Regions from separate parts of the Mus musculus genome. Here region 2 is linked to region 1. The links are chromatin contacts, called in public HiChIP or PLAC-seq maps. All regions are on one chromosome and are shown on one strand. The core of a region is the stretch at or near the end of the contact, and the rest is flanking DNA. Distances in the headings are between cores, read along the strand shown.

Evidence for each region. HiChIP or PLAC-seq counts read pairs in DNA pulled down with a chosen protein or histone mark.
Region 2: a contact with region 1 is called in an H3K4me3 HiChIP or PLAC-seq map of embryonic stem cells, with 7 read pairs. The contact joins the enhancer-like site here to the promoter of Panct2 in region 1. A contact is called at or near these places in 2 of 39 promoter capture datasets (cranial neural crest and embryonic stem cells), 2 of 115 datasets of contacts at active chromatin or transcription factors (both in embryonic stem cells) and 1 of 9 other capture datasets (embryonic stem cells).

The regions. Positions count from the first base shown.
Region 1 is chr1:96,868,971-96,872,706 of GRCm38.p6, forward strand. Panct2 (pluripotency-associated noncoding transcript 2) reads left to right here and starts at 2,156. Exons shown (of 4, transcript NR_131964.1): 1 at 2,156-2,286; 2 at 3,220-3,420; 3 at 3,515-3,698. It overlaps Slco4c1 (solute carrier organic anion transporter family, member 4C1), which reads right to left and starts at 3,201. Exons shown (of 13, transcript NM_172658.3): 1 at 2,797-3,201. The coding sequence starts at 3,139.
Region 2 is chr1:97,736,013-97,739,748 of GRCm38.p6, forward strand. All of the region lies in intron 17 of Ppip5k2 (diphosphoinositol pentakisphosphate kinase 2), which reads right to left. Among named protein-coding and RNA genes, the nearest start is that of Ppip5k2, 32 kb to the right of the region's middle. Within about 2 kb of position 1,574, at least 2 of the 459 cell types and tissues checked have an H3K27ac peak or open chromatin away from gene starts, as enhancers often do. A contact at or near this core is called in embryonic stem cells, where this site is marked.

The sequences.
Region 1 (3,736 bases), core at 906-3,405:
CGCACTTTGAGATATGGTTCTTTGAAGTCCCTTGACTCACCTAGAATCAACAATCTTACTGGCTTGGGTACTCAGGTGCTGGGAATATAGGTTGGTTCACCAGGACCATTTTAGATGGATGATTTCAAAGAGCCAGGATTAAAAATAAACAAAAACGTGGGCATCGTTTTGACCACCAATGTTCTACATCATATTCAAAGTAAAATATGGAAGAAAAGGCTATGTACAGTCCACCTGCCTCTACTAAGAGAAATGAAGGACTAGCAGGTAAAGAAGGCTGAGTGAGTGTCCAGTGGTGACTGATATCAAGATGTCCTAAGTTAAATCCATAGGAACAGAAATGTGAAGATAAGTGAAAATCCAAAAGCAATGAAAAGTTTTCGCTGATTATGCTTATGAGTTACTATGTATTATGTTCATCATTCACTGGGGTGAACATAAACATTTCATAATATCAACAGTCTGTACTTTTGCTTTATCAAGACTGTGACTGAGCCAGGCGTGGTGGCGCATGCCTTTAATCCCAGCACTTGGGAGGCAGAGGCAGGCAAATTTCTGAGTTTGAGGCCAGCCTGGTCTACAGAGTAAGTTCCAGGACAGCCAGGGCTACACAGAGAAACCTGTCTCAAAAACAAACAAACAAACAAACAAACAAAAACAAAACAAACAAAACAAAACAAAACAAAAACAAAAACAAAAAACAAAAAAAGACTGTGACTGAAAATATACTTTAACAAAATTGATATCATACCTTTCAAGGTCCTAAAATCGTGTTTGTCTGTGGCTCCTTTTAGAGACTATAAACCAGTGAGCAATTTGAAGATTGTAAAATGAAATGTGCAAAGCACCTAAAAACGACTTTCACAAAGACATAGTTACCTGATAACATGAAACATTTCTCACCCAAACGCCAAAGGTCAACCTTCCAATATACCTACTATAACTCTAATTAAAAATTAGTCACACTAGGCCTGATGATGCATGCCTTTAATCCCAGGATGTGGGGTCTCTGTGAGTTAGAGGCCAGTCCGGCCTACAAAATGAGTTCCAGGATATCCAGACTACACAGAAAAAAACTTTTACAAATAAGTAAATAAATAAAGTGAAAATGAAATAAAAATAAATAATAAATAGTCACAGATATCACTACTTTTACAGTAGACCTTCATTTTGCAAATATCTATAAGAAGATACACAATACACATCCAGCTACTGAAACCTCAATTTGGGCATAAACTAATATATTGGGGTATTTTCTTCTCAGGTTATTTTTCTTAAACTAGAGTAAATGATGCTTTAAACTGAAGTAGACACAATTTTCCCTCTGAGAGTACCAATTCTTTTCAATAATAGTTTAAAACAATAGTTTATGTTGAATATAAAATCTCTTGGAGTAACAGACATCGCAGAATAAAATCTAAGGTAAAACACAAGGTATATTTTATTTTTTAATTCTATACAGCTCTAGCAACTATCCTCTACTATCATTACTTTGGGATTAACTACAACCAAGATCAACTAGAATGAAACCATGTTGCAATAAGGAAAGGAATTCAACTACAGCAAAAACCTTCAGGAAAAGGAGCTGAACCCTACTTAGGGTCAACAAATATTTACCTAGCACCCAGAGGGTGAAGAAAGAAAAGAAGAAGAGGAACTGGGTGTCTTGAAGTAGGGGAAACAGAAATAAAATAAGAACAGGAGATGAGAGACTTCAATTTAGTTTTCTATTAATTTAGCAGAGAAACATTTCCAGTAACCCTCCACTGACTCTTGGGTTTCATTCCTTTCAACCTATCCTTGACTATTACAAAAAGTTTGGGATTATACCAAAAATGTCTGCATACCAAATTCAACTTAAATTTCATCAGGTCCTTCAAACTGTTCCACTTTTAGCCCATCCCTCCTCAGATAGTCTTCTTAGAAGAACTTCCCCTTCATTCTATCCCTTGAGTTGAAAGCAAACCCAGCAACTTCAACTTCTTCCTTTCTGCTTCCTTTTCAAAAAACACCTCCCTCGCTCCCTCCACCACACTCAAGGAACCTCCGTTTAGATTGTAAACTCCAGGGGGGATAAATCTTGGCTTAATCTGCTAGTCCCAAGGGAGTTTAAAAGGGCTCCTAGAACAAACAGACACTCGATAACTCCTGAGACTGAAGAGCTGATTAAGGTTCACCCTGCACAGCTGGAAGCCTTCTCTCATTTACTCACAGGACTGCGCTTGTCCCCACATTCTCAAATATCGAGAAAATAAGATTACCTACATCTAATCTACGCTACATAATGTAAGTACTTCTATCCTCGTTCCTCCTTTTGGAAAATCAGTCCACTCCTATTTGCAAAGCCTTTAATCCTCCCTCTGTAAAAACAAACAAATAAACAAATCCCTTCCCTAGATCTCAGTTAGATAGTAGGGTTTTAAAACACAGACTATGACTTATCGTTTTCCCAAAGGAGGATTCTCAGAACCTTCCCTAGAGGAATCCACTCTGCTAAAATGAGGCAGAACACAAAATTAGTAAAAATGCTAAGGGGGAGGGGGGAGGTGTGTTAAAATATGGACCACTCAGAATGTGGCGAACACCCGCAGGCAAGAGCGAACACCCGCAGGCAAGAGCGTCTTCAAGTTCCAAACCCAGGCATGGGGAAGTGGGGGTGGGGGGTTACCTAGAGCAGAGTCAAAGACCCGAACAGTTGGTGGGTTCCCCTGCACCTGCCTCTTTCTCTCCCCAAGCTTGACCCCACCCAACCATCAGCTCAGCCAAAGACCCCCAGAAGCTGGCGCTGGACTTTACCTTGCGTTAGGGCTAAGAGACAGTAGTGAAGCAAAAAGCCTTGGGGGGTGTTGCAGCGCTGGAGACACTGGGGGTGAAAGCCCCTCCACCCGCAAGGTCCCTCCTCAAGCTCGCTTAGCTGTGACCCCGGCGGCTCATCAGAAGCTGGGGGATTCGAAGAAGGCGGGGATGGCTCAGTTGACTTCTGAGGCTCCTCAGATTCCCGAGGCTGCGAACCCCCATTCTGATTCCTGGAGGCCACAGCAGAGACCTCCACCTGGGAGGGCGAAGCAGACGCACGGCGTGGGGTGCCTGGGCTGGAAGGGACGAAAGCCGGGTTCTCTATTCCTTTGGAGCCCTGCATGGTCAAGAAAGGTTCTCTAGACTCCTGTGTGAGTACGATCGGCAAAGGCTGGTTTCTTTTCTGGCTCCGCCCCTGGGCAGGTGACAGCGCCCTAAGGCCGGACTAGTCTCCGCCTCCCGGCCCTCCCCATCTGTCACTGCACGGTCACCGCAGCTACCCGGACACTCCCGGACCTCCGGGACCTAGGCACCTCGAGGTGTCAGCGCTGCTCTGCTCTACACCGGTCGCCCCAAGCGACAACCACAATGCTCTGTGTGGGAGTGAGACCCGGCCTCCGCCAGGTGAGAGAACAGGGCGACACTATCTCGTATGCGAGGGCGCCACTTTCAGGGATCTCAGCACAGCGGTTTTTTGTTTTTTGTTTTTCATTCTGAGCCCAGGGACCAGGAAGTGGCAGAGACTGTGGGAGTCAGTGGGCCAGCGTTCCCCCTGGGTAGGCGTATGAAAACTGCAAACACCGTTGCATCAGGAGACCTTTCAGGAAGACCTGCCTTTGCTTTTTCCTCTGCTGCTAATTTGAAGCAAGAGTCCTCTGCTCCCAGAATCAGGCTGCACTCAGGTATACTGCTTTGAATTCCATGAAAACAATAATAGTAC
Region 2 (3,736 bases), core at 324-2,823, 870 kb after region 1:
CACAATTAAAAATCTGAGCTAACAGTAATGTGTATGGCCATCACACAGAGAAGGACTGTGCACGATACCTCTGCAACAGTCATGCAGGTATGCAGAACACATGCTGGGCTAGTGGGACTCACTGTATGTGCCATTCCATAAGCGAGAAAGAGAACATTGTACTAGAGATTCCTGATGCTTGATCACATCATTAAAATGTTTCATAGAAAATATAGGACAGACCTCAAATGAGTAGCTCGTATGGTTAATGCAGACCAGATGTGAAAACCTTACCAAATCTATTAATTTTTGGTTGTAAAAAAAGAAAAAAAAAAGATTCATATAGAAACAAGTCTCCCAACTACACAATCATCATTAGAAAGTGTCACTGCTCAATTCTATCTAAACTTAAAAACTAACGCCAATTTATCTCCAACTATCCCGCAAAAAATGAAAAGGAAGGAAACACTGCAAATTCATCCCACAAGATCAGCATTTACCTGGGATGAAGAGCAGACACAGAAGGAAAGGCCCGAGGAAAGGAAGGCAGCGCAGGAAGAGGGAGATTATAGATCTGTGCTGCCATAAATAAATGTAAAATACTGGCAAGCCAAGCACAACAGAACATCAAAAAATGATATACCATTAGTACCTTCTCAGGTTTACGATGGGTCACTATATGTAAAAAGTAAACAGCAGAGTGCACTAGCCTCAGGAGCTCACTCCTGTAGAGGAAGAAAAAGCATCCAAGCAAGGAGGAGGGTTTGGGGAGAAGAGAGAGGAAAATGATATAATTATAAGATAATCTCAAAAAAGAAAAAAGGGAAACAATACAAACTATATAGCCCTTAACAGTAAAATCTCCCTGACTTTGGTACTGGAGGCACTTATTTTAATATACCAAAGGCTGTGCAGAGTAACTCAGCCAGCACCACACTGGCCAGGGGAAGCTCAGTTTTTTCTGAGACCAGAAGAGGGAAATAACTACCATTTTTACCACGGTCAGCACAGTTCTACTAGACTTACTTAGCCAGAACAATCAGGTAAGAGAAAAAAACAAAGCATGAGCTCCAAATAGGTAAGGGAAGAGGGAACGTTATCCTTCTTGTGGACTGCATAATTCTAGAAGCAGAAAAGCCCAAGACACCATCCACTAAGCCAGCTAATGACTTATGACAGCAAGCGCAGCTACTCTTCCAGCTGGAGGAGGAGATTCCCAAGTGAAAGGAGAGCTGGAGCGATGAAGTAAATCCTCCTCTTAAAAACAGAAAGGAGGGAGGCCACCACGCCACAGAGACTGAAAAGAACGCTGGACCTGATAAACCCAGCAAAGCGCAGGACAAGCTCACAGTACACTTGTCACTAGTGTTGTGTGCTATAATTAATGATGTGGCTAAGACTCAAACTAAGAAGGCAATCACATTCAGAGAAACAGACATGTAAATAATAACTCAGAGGGCTGATGATGTACAACAGTGACAACTCCACAGAATCCACATACAGCACAAAAAACTCAGATGGAGTCAGAAAACCTCCTGTAAGTACAGAACAATAGAGACGCAGACCTAACAGACACGTGCTGAACCATTCTTAGTTTTGCTAATTACACAGGGCCCCCAATGGAGGAACTAGAGAAAGCACCCAAGGAACTAAAGGGAGCTGCAACCCTATAGGTGGAACAACAATATGAACTAAGCAGTACCCTGGAGCTCTTGTCTCTAGCTGCATATGTATCAAAAGATGGCCTAGTCGGCCATCACTGGAAAGAGAGGTCCATTGGACTTGCAAACTTTATATGCCCCAGTACAGGGGAACGCCAGGGCCAAAAAGGAGGAGTGGGTGGGTAGGGGAGTGGGGGTGGGGTGGGTATGGGGGACTTTTGGTATAGCATTGGGAATGTAAATGAGCTAAATACCTAATAAAAAATGGAAAAAAAAAAAAAAAACAAAGTTCACACAAGAAGTTTCCACGGGGCTTAGTAGTACTCATTATTTAATAGTATTTCTTATTTAGTAGTAACTCCACAGTGTTTAGAGCAGAAATGAAGTAGCTGTTTATGAATCCTTCTCCCCAAGTAGGGAAGGATTTCCTTGCTATTTTTTTCCTTCAGCATATTACTGACAAGGAAATGAAGACAGAAAGGCTGGCGAATCCATGACTATAGATGCCAAACTCCAAACCATATCATTTGTAAGCTCAAATTAATACCGTATAAAAAAAGTTGACGTTATTCTAGGAGCAAAGCATTTTCATGACATTAACTTAGTAAAAAAATTTTTAAAAGACCATATATAATTGCATAGTTTGTTAAAAGGTGATTTCAAAAATAGAACAACAACAAAAACAGAGAAAAAGTCAAGTCTAACAGACAAGTATTAAATCTTCCTCTGGGAAAATGTGACCAGAAAAACAAGTGCTATTTTAAGGAAGGGGTGGTGCTGTAACCCTCCAGTCCCAGAATCAGGGGGCTCAGGCAGGAAGACTGCATGCTCTTTAAGACCACCAATAACAAACTATAAAGACTGGAAAATAGCTCAGATTAACTTTACATTAATATTAAAGACTATACTTCTACATCAAAACAATCAAAGAACAGCAAACATTTTCAAGGAGTGCCAAAACCAACTGCATTAAAAATACCATTTACTTCACCTCAAGTCTAACAGGAATAGGATATACTGACTATCACTGAAAATGTTATTCAAAATTTTAAGGAATCTAAATAAATGTGCTATCAAATTTTTACATGTTGAAAGGCTGAATGTAAACTGGTACAAGACATGGAAACAGGATTTCATGCAAGCTTAATAAAAATCCCAATAATATTTTTAATAAGCTTATTGTAAAGCTTACATGGCAATTTGAGACATGCCAAAAAACGAAGAGAAAGAGTTTGTGTAGAAAGCATAAGATTTTATTCATTATTACTACACAATGATCAGCAAACAGTGCAGAGGAAGAAACATAAACAATGTTCCAGGAGAGTGGAAGAGACGCTTCAGCTAGTGCTAAATGTACATAGAGTTAAAGATAAAAACTGATTTTCACATATTAATCTCATAACCTACAGAAAAAAATCAACTTTTGTATCAAGATTGATAAAATTTTATCTGTAACAGAGCATAAATAACACAGAGAGTAAGAAAAAAAGCAGGCACCAAGCAGAAAAAAAAGGATAAGATATTTAAAAACTCATGACAAAGGACATCTGAGCAGTAAACTGGAAAGAAATGAAAAGGTATATCATAGGCTTATGTTCCAAAATGAGCATCAGAGATAACCTGAGAAATGCCCAAGTGAAGAATGTACGGAGCAATGGCAGCTTTCAGACTTTGAGTCTTAACTGGCCCACACTTTGAAAAACAGTCAGACTTTACCCAGTAACACTAAATATAAGCATACCCAATTTACATCTTCACTCTTAGAATACATTGAAGAGAAACAGGGTCTCCTAGGAACCAAGAGATATGCAAGGATGTTCATGTCAGCAATAATCTTTTTTTTTAATTAGATATTTTCTTCATTTACATTTCCAATGCTATCCCAAAAGTTCCCTATCCCCCCCTCCACACACACACACACACACCCACCCACTCCCACTCCTTGGCCCTGGCATTACCCTGTACTGAGGCATATAAAGTTTGCAAGACCAAGGGGCCTCTTGTCCCAATGATGGCTGACTAGGCCATCTTCTGCTACATATGCAGCTAGAGACACGAGCTCTAATCTTAACAGCCTTATACTGCAACCAGTTGAT